Regions from separate parts of the Macaca fascicularis genome. Here region 2 is linked to region 1. A link is a contact called in public Hi-C data. All regions are on one chromosome and are shown on one strand. Each heading gives the region's core, a stretch centred on a gene start, on an enhancer-like site or on the middle of the called end of the contact. The rest is flanking DNA. Distances are from core to core; before and after follow the strand shown.

Evidence for each region. A called contact is a pair of places that touch in the nucleus more often than the background predicts.
Region 2: a Hi-C map of liver shows a contact between it and region 1, with 4 times the contacts expected there. The contact joins the promoter of LOC141407064 here to the enhancer-like site in region 1. A contact is called at or near these places in 2 of 2 Hi-C or Micro-C datasets (liver and skeletal muscle).

The regions. Positions count from the first base shown.
Region 1 is chr1:14,048,061-14,054,820 of T2T-MFA8v1.1, reverse strand. LOC135970700 (a long non-coding RNA gene) reads right to left here. Exons shown (of 2, transcript XR_010586541.2): 2 at 1,062-6,760. Among named protein-coding and RNA genes, the nearest start is that of TOMM20, 58 kb to the right of the region's middle. Within about 2 kb of position 3,925, at least 1 of the 6 cell types and tissues checked has an H3K27ac peak or open chromatin away from gene starts, as enhancers often do. A contact at or near this core is called in liver, where this site is marked.
Region 2 is chr1:14,523,474-14,530,233 of T2T-MFA8v1.1, reverse strand. LOC141407064 reads left to right here and starts at 3,832. Exons shown (of 9, transcript XM_073994398.1): 1 at 3,832-6,760. The coding sequence starts at 4,363. The coding sequence ends at 5,349. IRF2BP2 (interferon regulatory factor 2 binding protein 2) reads right to left here and starts at 5,039. Exons shown (of 2, transcript XM_005539751.5): 1 at 3,317-5,039; 2 at 1-2,719. The coding sequence starts at 4,364. The coding sequence ends at 2,004.

The DNA.
Region 1 (6,760 bases), core at 2,676-5,175:
ACTGCACTCCAGCCTGGGTGACAAAGCAAGACTCTGTCTTTTAAAAAAAAAACAGAAAACAAAACAAAACAAAAAAACGGTGGGCTAAGCCGGGCGCGGTGGCTCAAGCCTGTAATCCCAGCACTTTGGGAGGCTGAGACGGGCGGATCACGAGGTCAGGAGATCGAGACCATCCTGGCTAACACGGTGAAACCCCGTCTCTACTAAAAAATACAAAAAACTAGCCGGGCGAGGTGGCGGGCGCCTGTGGTCCCAGCTACTCCGGAGGCTGAGGCAGGAGAATGGCGTAAACCCGGGAGGCGGAGCTTGCAGTGAGCTGAGATCCGGCCACTGCACTCCAGCCTGGGCGACAGAGCCAGACTCAGTCTCAAAAAAAAAAACAAAAAAACAAAAAAAACGGTGGGCTCAGGCCACTATCACTGATGCAAGTAATCTTGTAGCTTCCAATGTATATACTTAAGGAAGAATTAGCAAGTTTTCGAAAACTGCATGCCAAGTTAGTGGCCAAAAAGTATCCCTGCCCTCCTGCCTAGTGGAACTGTCTTGCTGCTCACATGGGCCCATCCTTTTCTGTCTTTCGCTCTGTTTTTTTTTTTTTTTTTTTTTTTTTTGAGATAGAGTCTCACTCTGTCGCCCAGGCTGGAGTGCAATGGCACGATCTCAGCTCACTGCAACCTCCGCCTCCCGGGTTCAAGTGATTCTCCTGCCTCAGCCTCCCGAACAGCTGGGATTATAGGCACCTGCCACCATGCCTGGCTAATTTTTTTATTTTTCATAGAGATGGGTTTCACAAGGTTGGCCAGGCTGGTCTCGAACTCCTGACCTCATGATCTGCCCACCTTGGCCTCCCAAAGTGTTGGGACTACAGGCGTGAGCCATCGCACTCAGCCAATTGCTAAATTTTTACCATTCCATTTTATCAAACAAAAGAGAGGCAGGACTTGGATATTTCTTCATCCACAGGTAGTAAGATCAGGCTAATAATGGACAGGTGCAGTGGCTCATGCCTGGGTGACAAGGGGGAGACTCTGTCTCAAAAAAAAAAAATATGTGTGTGTGTGTGTGTGTGTGTGTGTGTGTGTGTGTGTGTGTGTGTATCAGGCTAATAATGATGCTCAAGGGCAAATTACCAAGGATCTGGATGTAAATGGCAGGGGGCTGGGGGTTGGATAGGAAGGGACAGCAGGCCAGTTGGCAGGAGGGTGTTCACTGCCCTCCATGCACCAACCCCGGCTGGTCTCCTTTCCTTGATGGCGAAGCACCATTAACAGGCCTCCTCTAGCTCTGGAAGCAGGAGTCTTGTCCTTGAAAATCATAGTTTAGGCTGGGCACGATGGCTCACACCTGTAATCCTAGCAGTTTGGGAGGCCGAGGTGGGTGGATTACCTGAGGTCAGGAGTTCGAGACCAGCCTGGCCAACATGGTGAAAACCCGTCTCTACTAGAAATACAAAAATTAGCCAGACGTGGTGGCTCGTGCCTGTAGTCTCAACTACTTGGGAGGCTGAGACACAAGAATCCCTGGAACCCGGGAGGTGGAGGCTGCAGTGAGCAGAGATCACGCCATTGCACTCCAGCCTGGGCGACAGAATGAGACTCCATCTCAAAAAAAAGAAAATCATGGAGTTTGAGCCCCGGGAGGCTTGGGCGAATTCAAAACCAAGCACAGGCCTGGCGTGGTGGCTCACGCCTGTAACCCCAGCACTTTGGGAGGCTGAGGTGGGTGGATCACTTGAGGTCAGGAGTTCAAGACCAGCCTGGCCAACATGGTGAAATCCCTTCTCTACTGAAAATACAAAAACCTAGCCAGGCATGGTGGCAGGCGCCTGTAATACCAGCTACTCAGGAGGCTGAGGCAGGAGAATTGCTTGAACCGGGGAGGCAGAGATTGCAGTGAGTCGAGATCCTGCCACTACATTACAGCCTGAGTGACAGAGAGAGACTCTGTCTAAACAAAACAAAACAAAACAAAGAGTGCAGTTCATTCCTCTCCCTTTCTTCTCCACGATCTGAGAGGGAGAGTTTAAGAAACGCAGATGCCCAGGCTCCACTCACAGCCACTTAGAAGCAGGTCTTTCAAAACTGCCATCCCTAAGACCACCCTCTTCGCTCCCCTCTACACATGGTCTTCCCCAGCCTTCCCCATCACAATCGAGAGCTCTGCGTTCCACCTCCAGCAAACACCTGGAGACTGTCCTTAACTCATTCCTCCATCACGTTCCACATCCAATACATAAGAAAAGAATGTCAGCACCACCTTCCCAAGAAATTCTGAATTACGTATCACCTCCCCTAGCATCCAGAGTCACACACGGCCCCACAACCAACAAGGTCCTCCTTACAGGACCACACCCCTGCTCACCGCCCTCACATAGTCTCTTGCCACCATCCAAGAGCAGCGTCCTCCTCCAAGCTTTGGACAGGCCACCCTCATTCCCCTCTCAGGGCTTTTGCCCCAGTTGTTTCCTGCCCTGGAATGCTGGTCCCCTAGTCTGGCTCCTTCTTCCCTTTGTGGAATTGCTCGTGCAGACGCCGTCTCTGATTCGCTATCTAAAATTTTTGCTCAGCCAGGCACAGTGGTTCATATCTGTAATCCCAGCACTTTGGGAGGCTCAGGTGGGAGGATCCTTCGAGCCCAGGAGTTCAAGACCAGCCTGGGCAACACAGCAAAACCCCATCTCTACAAAAATATTTTTAAAAATTAGCCAGGCATGGTGGTGCACACCTGCAGTCCCAGCTACTCAGGAAGCTGAGGCGGGAGGATCACTTGAGCCCAGGAGTCTGAGGCTGCAGTGAGCTATGATCACACCACTACACTCCAGCCTGGGACACAGAGTGAGACCCTGTCTCAAAAAATAAAATATCCAGGAGCAGTAGTTCACACATGTAATCCTAGCACTTTGGGAGACCAAGGGGGGTGGGTCACCTGAGGTCAGGAGTTCAAGACCAGCCTGAGCAACATGGTGAAACCCCGTCTCTACTAAAGATACAATAATTAGCTGGGCATGGTGGCGGGCACCTGTAATCCCAGCTACTCAGGAGGCTGAGGCAGAAGAAGTGCTGAACCCGGGAGGCGGAGCTTGCAGTGAGCCGAGGTCACACCACTGCACTCCAGCCTGGGCGACAGGGCGAGACTCCATCTCAAAAATAAAATAAAACAAAACAAAATAAAATAAAATAAAATAGTTGTTTTCCTCCTCTCCTACCCTCCCCTCTAGCCAATCTCTGTCCCCTTATGCATTTTTATTGTCCTTATAGCATGTCACTCTCTGAAATGATTTCTTCTTAATTTTATGTGTTGACTGTCTCCTATGAGCACCATAAAGGCAGGGTCACATCCCCCTCATTTACCACTGGAATGGAACAATTCCTGGGCCAGAACAGTGTGCTCAAAAAGCATCTGTTGATCCCTCCAAGAGTCCAGTAACTTCAAGCAAGCTGAGCAGGAAAGAGCACCAACAACTCTCGAGTTGCCAATGGCCAGTTTCAACACCTCAGACAGTGAGGCCCACGGCCGAGCTCCTGCCATTGCATCTGAGGCCTCCAGTGCTAAGGGAAAAGCCCTGGGCCTCTTCCACTTTTGGCCTCCTTCTCTGCTGGGGCTGCCCCACTTTCCACAGGAGTTGGTGACGGGGCACGAGTTGGCCCCGGCAGTCCACGCCCAGAGCCCCGGGCAGGAGAGCACCTTCTCCCTTTCTTGGCCTCACCACCAGGACCGGCAGCTTTTCAATTCCCCCATCTGCAAGACAGGGACAAAGAATGCTTTGTCACCCCACCTACTTCTCACGGGTGTTATGAAACAACTGTTTGCTCGGAAAACACTTTGAGCAACTTGGGGAAAGGTGCCCGGGGCTCAGATGACGCCTGTTGCATTCGATCCAGGCCAAGAAAGTGCTGTGCCAACTAGTCATCCGGTCACCGCCGCACCCCCTGGAGGGGCGGGAGGCACAGCAGCTTCTCCTGTGTCTGCAAGCCTGTGTCACCAAGCCCGCTGGCCATGCTGCGGTCCCAGAATCTGCCCACAAGGTGTGTGCGTGTTCCTGGGGCTGCCTGAGCCGCTGGTTTCAGCAGAATCTGAGCTCTCTATGGGCCTGGACAGTGGCCTCCAAACACCCAACCTACCCTTAGCCAGGAAGAAGGGCCGAGGGTCACCTGGGGTAACCTAGCTGAGCTCCTGCCCTGCAGGGCGGGGCTTAGATTTTGCTGCCAGCATCCCGGGCAGGGAGCTGGGAACAAAGGCGTGGTCTTGGCTCCCCAGCCTGGGGAGGGCAGATCGTAACCTGCAGGCAGGCAGGTGCCTCCTGAGCCGACAGCAGTGGCAGCAGCCACCTAGTTACCATGACAACCATACTTGGCCACCATCACTCTGTCCCCAAGAGGGGCCGGCCCCAACCCTGACCACGCAGGGTCCCCCAGGGCTGCCCAAGGTTGAGAACGGAGAAGAACCAAGGCGAAGGCAGGCTGAGGGCCCATGGGCCCACCTCCCCTTTGGTCGACAGCTCAGTCTTAGCTTTGGACTGGACATTGGACTCAAAGGTGGGACAGGCCTCTCTCTCTCTCTGCAGCACCCACCCCAGGCTGCTGCGTCAAGATAAACCCTCTCCCTCCAGGGGACTTCAGCAAGGCCTTTCGCCGACAGTGCACAGCAGACAGCATGCAGGTTTAATTATAACTCTCTCGCATAGGCAGGGCTGGCTATATACAGTATGTCTGCCTGTTACTAATTATATTTACTTTCAAACGAAGTGGGGGGAGATCTTCTGAAGATGAGTCAGAAAACAAAAAAGCCCTTCGTTGTTATGAAAGCAGGGGAACGTCTCCTGAGAGCGTCTGGAGCGGCGCTGTCACTGCCTGACAGTGGAAAACCTGAGCGCCAAGCCAGCCAACCCGGTAAACACCACATGCTGGCTTTCCTGGCCCAGCGTCCCTTCAAGCCAGAGCCTGAACTGCATACCAAGCCACAGTCGATAGGAAAGGCGTTCTCCCTCCCGGACAGAGCAGCACGTAGAGCCTGGCTGGCTCTTCCTGCAAAGACAGGGCGACTCGGCGATCTGCTGTCACCTTAATTGGGAGGCAGTGTTCCAGTTGAAACACAGCAAAGGTTTTTTCCCTCATCAAAGGAGAAGCATTCTGACCAGATGGCTGAAATGAAAAGGCTTCATCCTCAGCCTCCACACAGCCAACGGTGTTATTAATAACAACACTGCGAATGCCACAAATCACATGTGAACACCTAGAAACCCAAAATAGTCACCACATGCAGAGCAGAAGTCGTCCGCGCTTTGGCGGCGATTAGATCATTGTGCTAATTTCAGCTGGACGCGGCCTCACGCACACGCATGTGGACTCACAGCCGTGTCTGTCTGTGTGTTTGAGGTCTGCAAGTGTGAAGTGCCCGTGGCTGTTTGGGGGGAACTGGTCTCCAGGCCCCACTCAGCCATCAGCTGCCTCCTCTGAGAAGACTGCGTGGGCAGCCCTGCCTCCTCTCCACACAGACGCCAGAGAGTAAGCCCAGCCGAGGGTGACACATCCGCCCAGGAGAGCCGTGCAAACTCACACTGTTCAGAATGGCTTTTCCAATCATTTTTTAAACAGCCACACTTGTTTTGTTTGCTTTCTTCCAGGAAGGCTGCACTGTTTTGGAAAAGCAGGGGGAGGACATTTTTTTAAATGAGTTCACTTCCTGAGTCTTTAAAATATTTCCCCGTAGACAGAGTATTGAGAAGCTGTGGCCAGAGGACACAGCGGTCTCAGGTGGGCGGCACCCGGAGTATGAGGATGAGGGCATGTCCCCTGATGCGCGCTCTTCACAAGCCATCCGCAGGGGAACTGAAGTTGGCAACCAGACAGCAACGAAAGAGCCGGGAGAGCGTCCCTTCCCAAACCCCCACCCCACTTCCCATCACCCTCCAAGAAAATGTTTCTAAAGCCAGTTTGGAATTCGGAATGGGTTTTCCTGTTTGTCCAGGCAAGGTTGAATTATGAAATCACACTATTCAAAGGAGAAGAGAAAACATAGATATGAGAGATTAGTCACTGAAGATTTTATTAGGAAGGAATTATGACGTAGACAGCATGAATCAAAGTGCTTTTTCTCAGGCATTATTTTACCCGTTACTCGTGGTCGCCCTGTGAAGCAAATGGTGGTACGCCTATTTCACAGGTAAGGCCCCGAGAGGTGAGGCGGCAATCCCAGGGACCCTCTACCCACTCCCACAGACTAAGTCAGCTTCCCTGCTGTACCCCTTCTTAGCAATCTGCACCATTCCTTCATTGCTGGAGGCATCACTGGAAGCAAAAGTTATTTGCAGGGTGAGTTGGCCTATGTCGATCACTCCCCATTAGAATGAAAACTCCATGAAGACAGGCACTTGTCTTGTTCACGAAGGTGCCCAGACTGGGCACAGTGCCTTGAGCACAGTAGCTTTGAAGTATGTATTTATTGAAGAGATTTAAAAAAAAAAAAAAAAAGCCAGGCATGGTGGCTCCCACCTGTAATCCCAGCACTTTGGGAGGCCGAGGCAGGTGGATCACTTGAGGTCAGGAGTTCAAGACCAGCCTGGCCAACATGGCAAAACTCCATCTCTACTAAAAAATATATATATTTTATGTGTGTGTGTGTGTGTGTGTGTGTGTGTGTATGTGTATATATATATATCACGCAGTGGCGGGCGCCTGTAATCCCAGCTACTTGGGAGGCTGAGCTTGAACCCGAGAGGCAGAGTTTGCAGTGAGCCGAGATCACATGACCTCACTCCAGT
Region 2 (6,760 bases), core at 2,583-5,082, 480 kb before region 1:
TGACTGATGAAGTTGTAACATCTATGAGGTCAAATTCCAGTTATAATAAAGTGCCTAGATACACATTTATACAACAGATCATAATAGCTGATTTCTTTACAAATGTCTTTATGGGCATGTAAAATTGACTCTCCATTTCTGCATGTGTGCATTCACATAAGAGAGACCAGTCTGAACTGAGTCATATATACTCCAATTTGAAAAAAAAAAGTGTAACTGGTTAATCATGCAAGTCTGTTTGTAATATAACAATGACTGGTAACATGAATTCTCGCACAGTAGTAATAATAGATGCACTCATTAAAAACACTATGAAAAAATACTGTATTTGGTGCAGTATCTGATTTTCAAGTGTTAGTAACTTGACCATTAAAAAATATTTTGAACAATTTAAAAAGGAAAGACAAACATATAGCTAAAAAAGAATCCAAAGTTGGTAAAAATCTGTATTTTCAAATGAAAATAGAAGCTAGGCTGTGAATCATACACATAAATTCTAGACCTTGAAGCCATAATTCAGCCTAATTATAAGGCCAAGTTACAAACACCTGAACATAAGGATTTAAAAGTGTTCCTGTCAATGTTAAATCATAACAGCACAAAAGAAAAACCAGTATCACTGTGAGACAACTATTTCTAATAATTGATGATTTATTGGTTTTAAAAAAATCATTTTACTGATGCAAAATAGTGATCAAAAGAAATTAGTTTACAAAAAGACTTCTAAAAATATTTTGAGAGGTGGGGCCTATTATATAAAACCCTTAATTTCTTTAATTTCCACTAGTTTATCATTTTTTTCCAGAACAGTATTATTCACTTGGTATTTCAAACACATGTAAGAAGGAAATTACAGGTTTCCTCCACCCACATTTGGGCTGTCACTGATATGCCCAAGGGCAGTCCTGGCAGCACCACGCGGCTGTTACTGTCATTGTACCATACTGTATTCAGCACTCACTAGAAACAGGGTATAGGTGATAGTATCAACAGCAATAGCACTACAGGTAAATGATAAACAAAACAGAAACAAAACCAATCCCACAATCTCCAAGTTCACCTGGACTGTAACTTCTCTTGCAACTCTTTCAAAATAAAGGACAACAGCAACAACAAACAGACCTCTAGGGTGTTTAAAAAGATGAAGTGGCGCTGCAGAGCTGGGCGCTGCTCAAAGATGGCAGTGCCATCTTGTACACACCACCATCCATTATAACCGCCTTCCATCACTGGAATTGTGTCTTATGTAACCAACTAGCATGCAGCATTGTAATCTTACAACTGATCACGTGGACAGTGAACAGCGGTCAACTTTGTCTTAAAAAAAAAAAAAAAAAAAAAAAACCCCAAAAGACCACACAATCCTGAAAATTTCCCAGCAGCACTCTCAGTCATCAGTTATCTCAGGAACTGAACTTTTGAACAAAACAGAGATTCAAAATCTACTTTCCTACTCCTCTGAGGACAATGCTTCAGGGTAAACTGGTATTTCCCAGTGGCATGCCCACTTGACAACATGCCCGTTCACTCATTTCCTTTCCTTCTCCACCACTTGGCCTCCGGCCTGAGAAAGGGGCCAGCAATAAGGAATGACAGACAGTAAGGCAATCTTACAATGTCAGAAAATGTATTTGGCTTTTTTTTTCTTTTTAAAATAAGTGCATACAAATACAGCTAGAAGCATTTCTGATTTGCCAAGTGCTCTAAAAAAGCAGCGCAAGTCACAGCCTACATAGAACGGTAACTGTCACCAGGATAATAAAGCACAAAGATATGCTAATAACGTTAACAAAAGAAAAAAATGCCTTTATAAGTACATACCTTTTGTCGTCAAAAAAAAATATAGAAACACAATGTATTCAAAAAAAAATCAAAATTATACAGCCATGTTTATGAAGTCTACATTTCCCTTGTCTTGGATATATATATATATGGAGATATATATATACAATTCAAGCAGTTTTAATTAAGGGTAATCATTGGGTTTTTCTGAAACCGGAAAGTCACGAGTCTCTCTCTTTTTTCACTTTCACATCTCCAGCAAGGATGGTTGCAATTTCCCCTTGCATAAAGGCCCAGGGGACATTGGAGCCCACAAGAGGGCATTTTTCCCCACTGGGACAATAGACCTCTCCACTAGCTCCCTGCTGTTTGATGCTTTGTCTGGAGCAAGGGAAGCAGAACTTGTGCGAAGGGACGGACGGGCACTGCACAAAATGGGTGTCCTCCAGCCGCTCGTGGCAGAGGGTGCAGCACAGCGGGGCACTGGCTGCCAGAGAGGAGTCCGGGAGGCTGGCAGGGTGCACTGGCTCCAGTCCTCCTGTGTTGCCTGCTCCCTGGCCCCCCACCTCTCTGGGGCCCAGCCTTCTTTGGTTCATAGAGGACGGAGAGGGCGGACTGTTGCTATTCCTCCTGGTAGTGGAGTGAACCTGGTTGGCATCTTTTGAGGCATGACTGCCCCCTGCATTGTCTGCTACTAAGATCAGGGCTGCCATGGGGGACTGGCCATTCTGGGCCGCTTCAGGCGGTGTGGTCCGGTTGGAATGAGGTGAGGCAGTGGGTGGTGGCGGAGACACAAAAGAGGATGTAGGAGTCATGGGGATCTTGAGCCCTTCTGTGGATGTGGACAGCCACGGCTGGGCCTCTCCATTGATCTTAGGGGGCCCGACTTCACCTTCTGGTTCTGGAGAGGGCTTCCTTTTCCTTGCTGTTCTTGCAACTGGAAACACAAAGAAATAAAAGGAAAAAGGAAACATAAATGGCGGTGCACTGAAAGGGATCCTTCCCTTCCTAACCCGAAACAAAACTCGTTACAGAATTCCTCCTCTCTAAAAGCACAGACGGAAAACCCTCCTACGAGTTTCAGGTGCACATACACGCAACTTGAAACATTTAGGCGTGTGGGGTTCTGAGGCAGTAGACTGAAAATAAAACGGAGCCACTGAAAATGGCAGGCTTGTAACTGCCTGTTTTTACACATGCACAAAAGTACCCTAGTTTGCACTGGGCATGTGACTGCTAATGTCCCCCAATAGGTTAAAAGGTGACTAGTGCCCTCATGCTCCCATCCAAGAATGTGCTGGGAAAGGAAAACCCCGTGTCAGAGCGTATCAGCCCAGTCTGACTCATCTCTGTTATGCTGCTTCAGCACATGAACACGTTGCCACTAAGCACTGGTTCCGCCTCAGGCAGATCAGGAAGTGGGGTGTTTGTTGTTTCTGAGCTGGGGTAAAATGGTGAATCGAAAGAACCACCCCTCCTCTGCTCTCCGTCCCCTTTTCTCCCCTAGAACCCCTCACTTCACAGCCGCCCCTACCTGCTTTAGACCCGTTGGCCCCGTTGGCCTCGAAACCCAACAACCTGCCTGCAGTCAGGGCCGGCTCCTTCTTAAACTTGCTCTCGAAGGGCCCCGAGTGGCCGTGCTGGTGCAGCGCCAGCAGCGTGTCGCGCACGGTCTTGGGCCTGTTGACCCAGTCCTGCTCTCCAGACCCGCGGCTCTTGCCCGCACCTTCCGCGCTCAGCTCGGCGGCCCCGGCCGCGGTGGACAGGCTGTCCGCCGGGCCCCGGTGCGCAGGCGGCGGCGGTTGCTTCTCCTTGGCTGCCGCCTCGCGCTGCTCGTGCTCCACGGCCGCGCTGCTCGACACGGATGCCGGCCGCTTGTGGGCGCCCAGGTCGGTGGGCTGCGCGGAGCCCAGGCTGGCGGCCGCGGTTCCGGACACCGCGGCTAAGGAGGCGGCAGCGCGGCCGCCGAGGCCGAGCGCGGTGGGCAGCGGCGTGGCCGAGCCGTTCATGAGCGGCACCAGGGTGGGCGGCACCGCGTGGCCGCGCCGCGGGTTCGGGCTCTGGCGATTCAACTCGGGAGGCTCCTCTAGCTTGGAGAAGCCGTTGGGCACCAAGATGCCGTTCACGGGCGGCGGCTGCGGCGTCGGCGGCTGGGCCAGGCTCGCGGCCGGACGACTGCCGCCGAAGTCAGAGCCGAGGCGCGGGGGCCGCTCGGCCGCGGCCGCCAGGGGGTAGCGCTCCAGGGCCTGCGGCGCGCGCGGGGCCGCCTCGGGGCCGCCGTGGCCGAGCTGCTGCTGCTGCTGCAAGAGGATGTCCTTGGCCGAGAGCGGCGGCGGCTTGGCGGCGGCCGGGGCCGCGGCGCCGGGCGGGGAGCGACCCTCCGGGAAGCAGCCGTGCGCCCGCTTGAGCTGCCGCGCTGTCTCGATGACGAACTCGACGCGGTCGGCGCCCTCGTAGTTGACGCAGCCGCGGCACACAGGTTCGGTGAAGTCCCAGATCATGGCCCAGGGCATGCGGGGCAGATCACACAGGTAGCACGACTGCCGCCGGGACGCGGCCGCCACCGCCACCGCCGCGGCCATGTCCGAGGAGCCCGCGGCGCCGGAGGAGGAGGAGGAGGGGGCGCCGCCGCCGCCCCCCACCGGCACCACGCGCGCCCTCCTCCCCCCCCAACCCCGCGTCTCCCCCACCAGCGGCGGCGGCGGCCGCAAAGGCGGCGGCGGCGGCGGCAAAGCCCGCGAAGGCTCGGCGCCCGCGCAGCGCCCCCGGTGCACGAGGGGCGGCGGGCGCGAGGCGAGGGGCTGCAGCCGCGGCAGCAGTTCCCCCCGGCCGGCGCGGGCGCGGGCGGGCGGCGCGGTGCGGCGGTGCGGCGGGCGCGGCGGCGGGGGCTCGGCTGGAGCCGCGGCGGGCCTCCAGACCGGGGCGAAGACGGGCCGCGCGGGCGCGGGGGAGCGCAGCAGGTCGCGGCGGCGGCCGGCACAGTGTGCGGGGCGGGGGGCGGGGAGGCCGGGGGGGCAGGGGGCGGGGGGCGGCCGCCGGGGCAGGCTCAGCCCGAGCGGCGGGGCATGCCGCGCCGGGGCGGCGGCGGCTGGGCGGCGTGGAGCTCGGGTGCGGCGCAGGCCCCGGGTCGCTCCGCCGCTCTCTCACAGCTCCTGGCGTCGCCGCTCTCCAGCGCCAGCGTCAGCGGCCAGCCCGCCTCAGCTCTGCCGCCGCCACCGTCGCTGCTGCTGCTGCCGCCGCGGCCGCTCCACTTCTACAGACTTGATTCTTCGACAGTCTCGCACAGCGCCTGCGCGGGCCCCCTCCCCTCGGGCGCGTGCCCGCCCTCCCGCGCGCGCGCTCCCCTCCCCCCTGCGCGCCGAAGGAGCGCTGTCGGGAGAGCCGGCTCTGTGGCGCCCGCCCGCTCGCGGGGCAGCGCGGCAGCGCAGCGCTGGTGTCCCCTCGGAACACGGCGCAAAGTGGTCGTGTGCTTTTCCTCCACTTTCCCTCACTTCACGCCCCACCCGGCTGTCTCGACCACCCTCAGGATGTTTTCCCCTGGTGTGCCTCTGGACCAAATCGTGCTAAAAGCCATTTCTTTTTCTTTTATGCAAGGCCACTTTGTCACTTGGTTTCCGTCAGTCTCCTGAGAATGGGGATTTTAGGTCTAGCGTGGTTCACAGTTCTGGTTTTTTAGGAGTTATACTTGAAAGCTCAATGTCGGACACAAGAGCATGAAATCCGTCACTGGTGCTTTGCATTTGCATTTGTCTTGGGAAGGACATACCCGCCGCCTGCCCCTTTTACTAACTAGGGAGAATCTGGATGTTCCCAAGCCCAGCACCACGTGCACACGCCGCCAGCTGGCTCGCGCGTTTTCCACGGAGCCCTCTGGAGGGGAGGGAGCGCGGTTCGGATTAGCAGCTCGCGAACACCAAGTGCTGCTCTTAGCCCCGTCCAGCCCGCCCTGTTCAGCTAGGGCCTCGCCGCGCCAGTTGCCCCGGCCGCCTTATGTAGGTCTGCGCGGCGGGCGCGTGACGTGGACTCGGGACCGTGGGCGGCCGCCGCCGCGTGTGCGCACGCTCCGCGCAGACGTGCCTCGGCGCCGCTGGCACTAGGGCCTCGTGGAACGAATGCACATTCCAGGGATCCGGGGTGTACGGCCAGCGCGACCGCGTCACAGCGCAGGCCCCACCCCCTTCGGCGAGTCTGGGCGTCCAGGCGCCGCCCCGGGCCCGAACTTGGACTCGAGGTGGCGGGAGGCGCGGGCGCGAGTCGTGGGGGGAAGTCCTGCTCGCCTCCGCGGGGTCCCCGCTGGCCGTGGGGGCGACCGGCTGGCTGGCTCGCCGTCGCGCAGGGCGGGCCGCCGATGGGGGCAGACTTGCGCCCTATATGCCACCCAGGCTGGGGTAAGCCCAGCCCAGCCGCGCGGCCTTCAGCTCTGCCACCGTTGGCAGCCTCAGACTCAGCCCAGACTGAATTGAATGCTTGAGTTTCGCACTTTTATCGGGAGGAGGAGCTGGTGTGTGTTATGGTAAATCACTTTGGGCTGGTCGTTAGTCTCCCTAATACACGTAGGCTTAGTCGCTCTTCAATTGGGACTTTTACACTTCAGCTCTTTAAGGGCGGCCTCTGGGGCTGCTTTTGTTGGGAACACAGGCCCACAACTCTCCCTTGAGACTGGAATGAGCTGGTTAAGTGTGGGAAGAACAGGGTACTAATTATATTATCTTTCCTACAACTGGATTGGTAGGTGGAGAGAAAAAAAAAATCCTGCTGACGTTTCTCTCTAGTCGTTGCTATTGAAAATACCAGGTTGCTTCAAAGGATTAACCACAAGGAAGAGGAAAAACACCCTTAGAGAAACAGTGGAGGGAGCTGCTTAAAACACATGAAAAAACCTGTTCGAAAATGGCACAGAAAACGTAATGTCAGACCTAAATGTTTTTACAGGCTAACCTTGAATGCCTTTTGGGGATTTCCATAGAAGGTGCGCTTG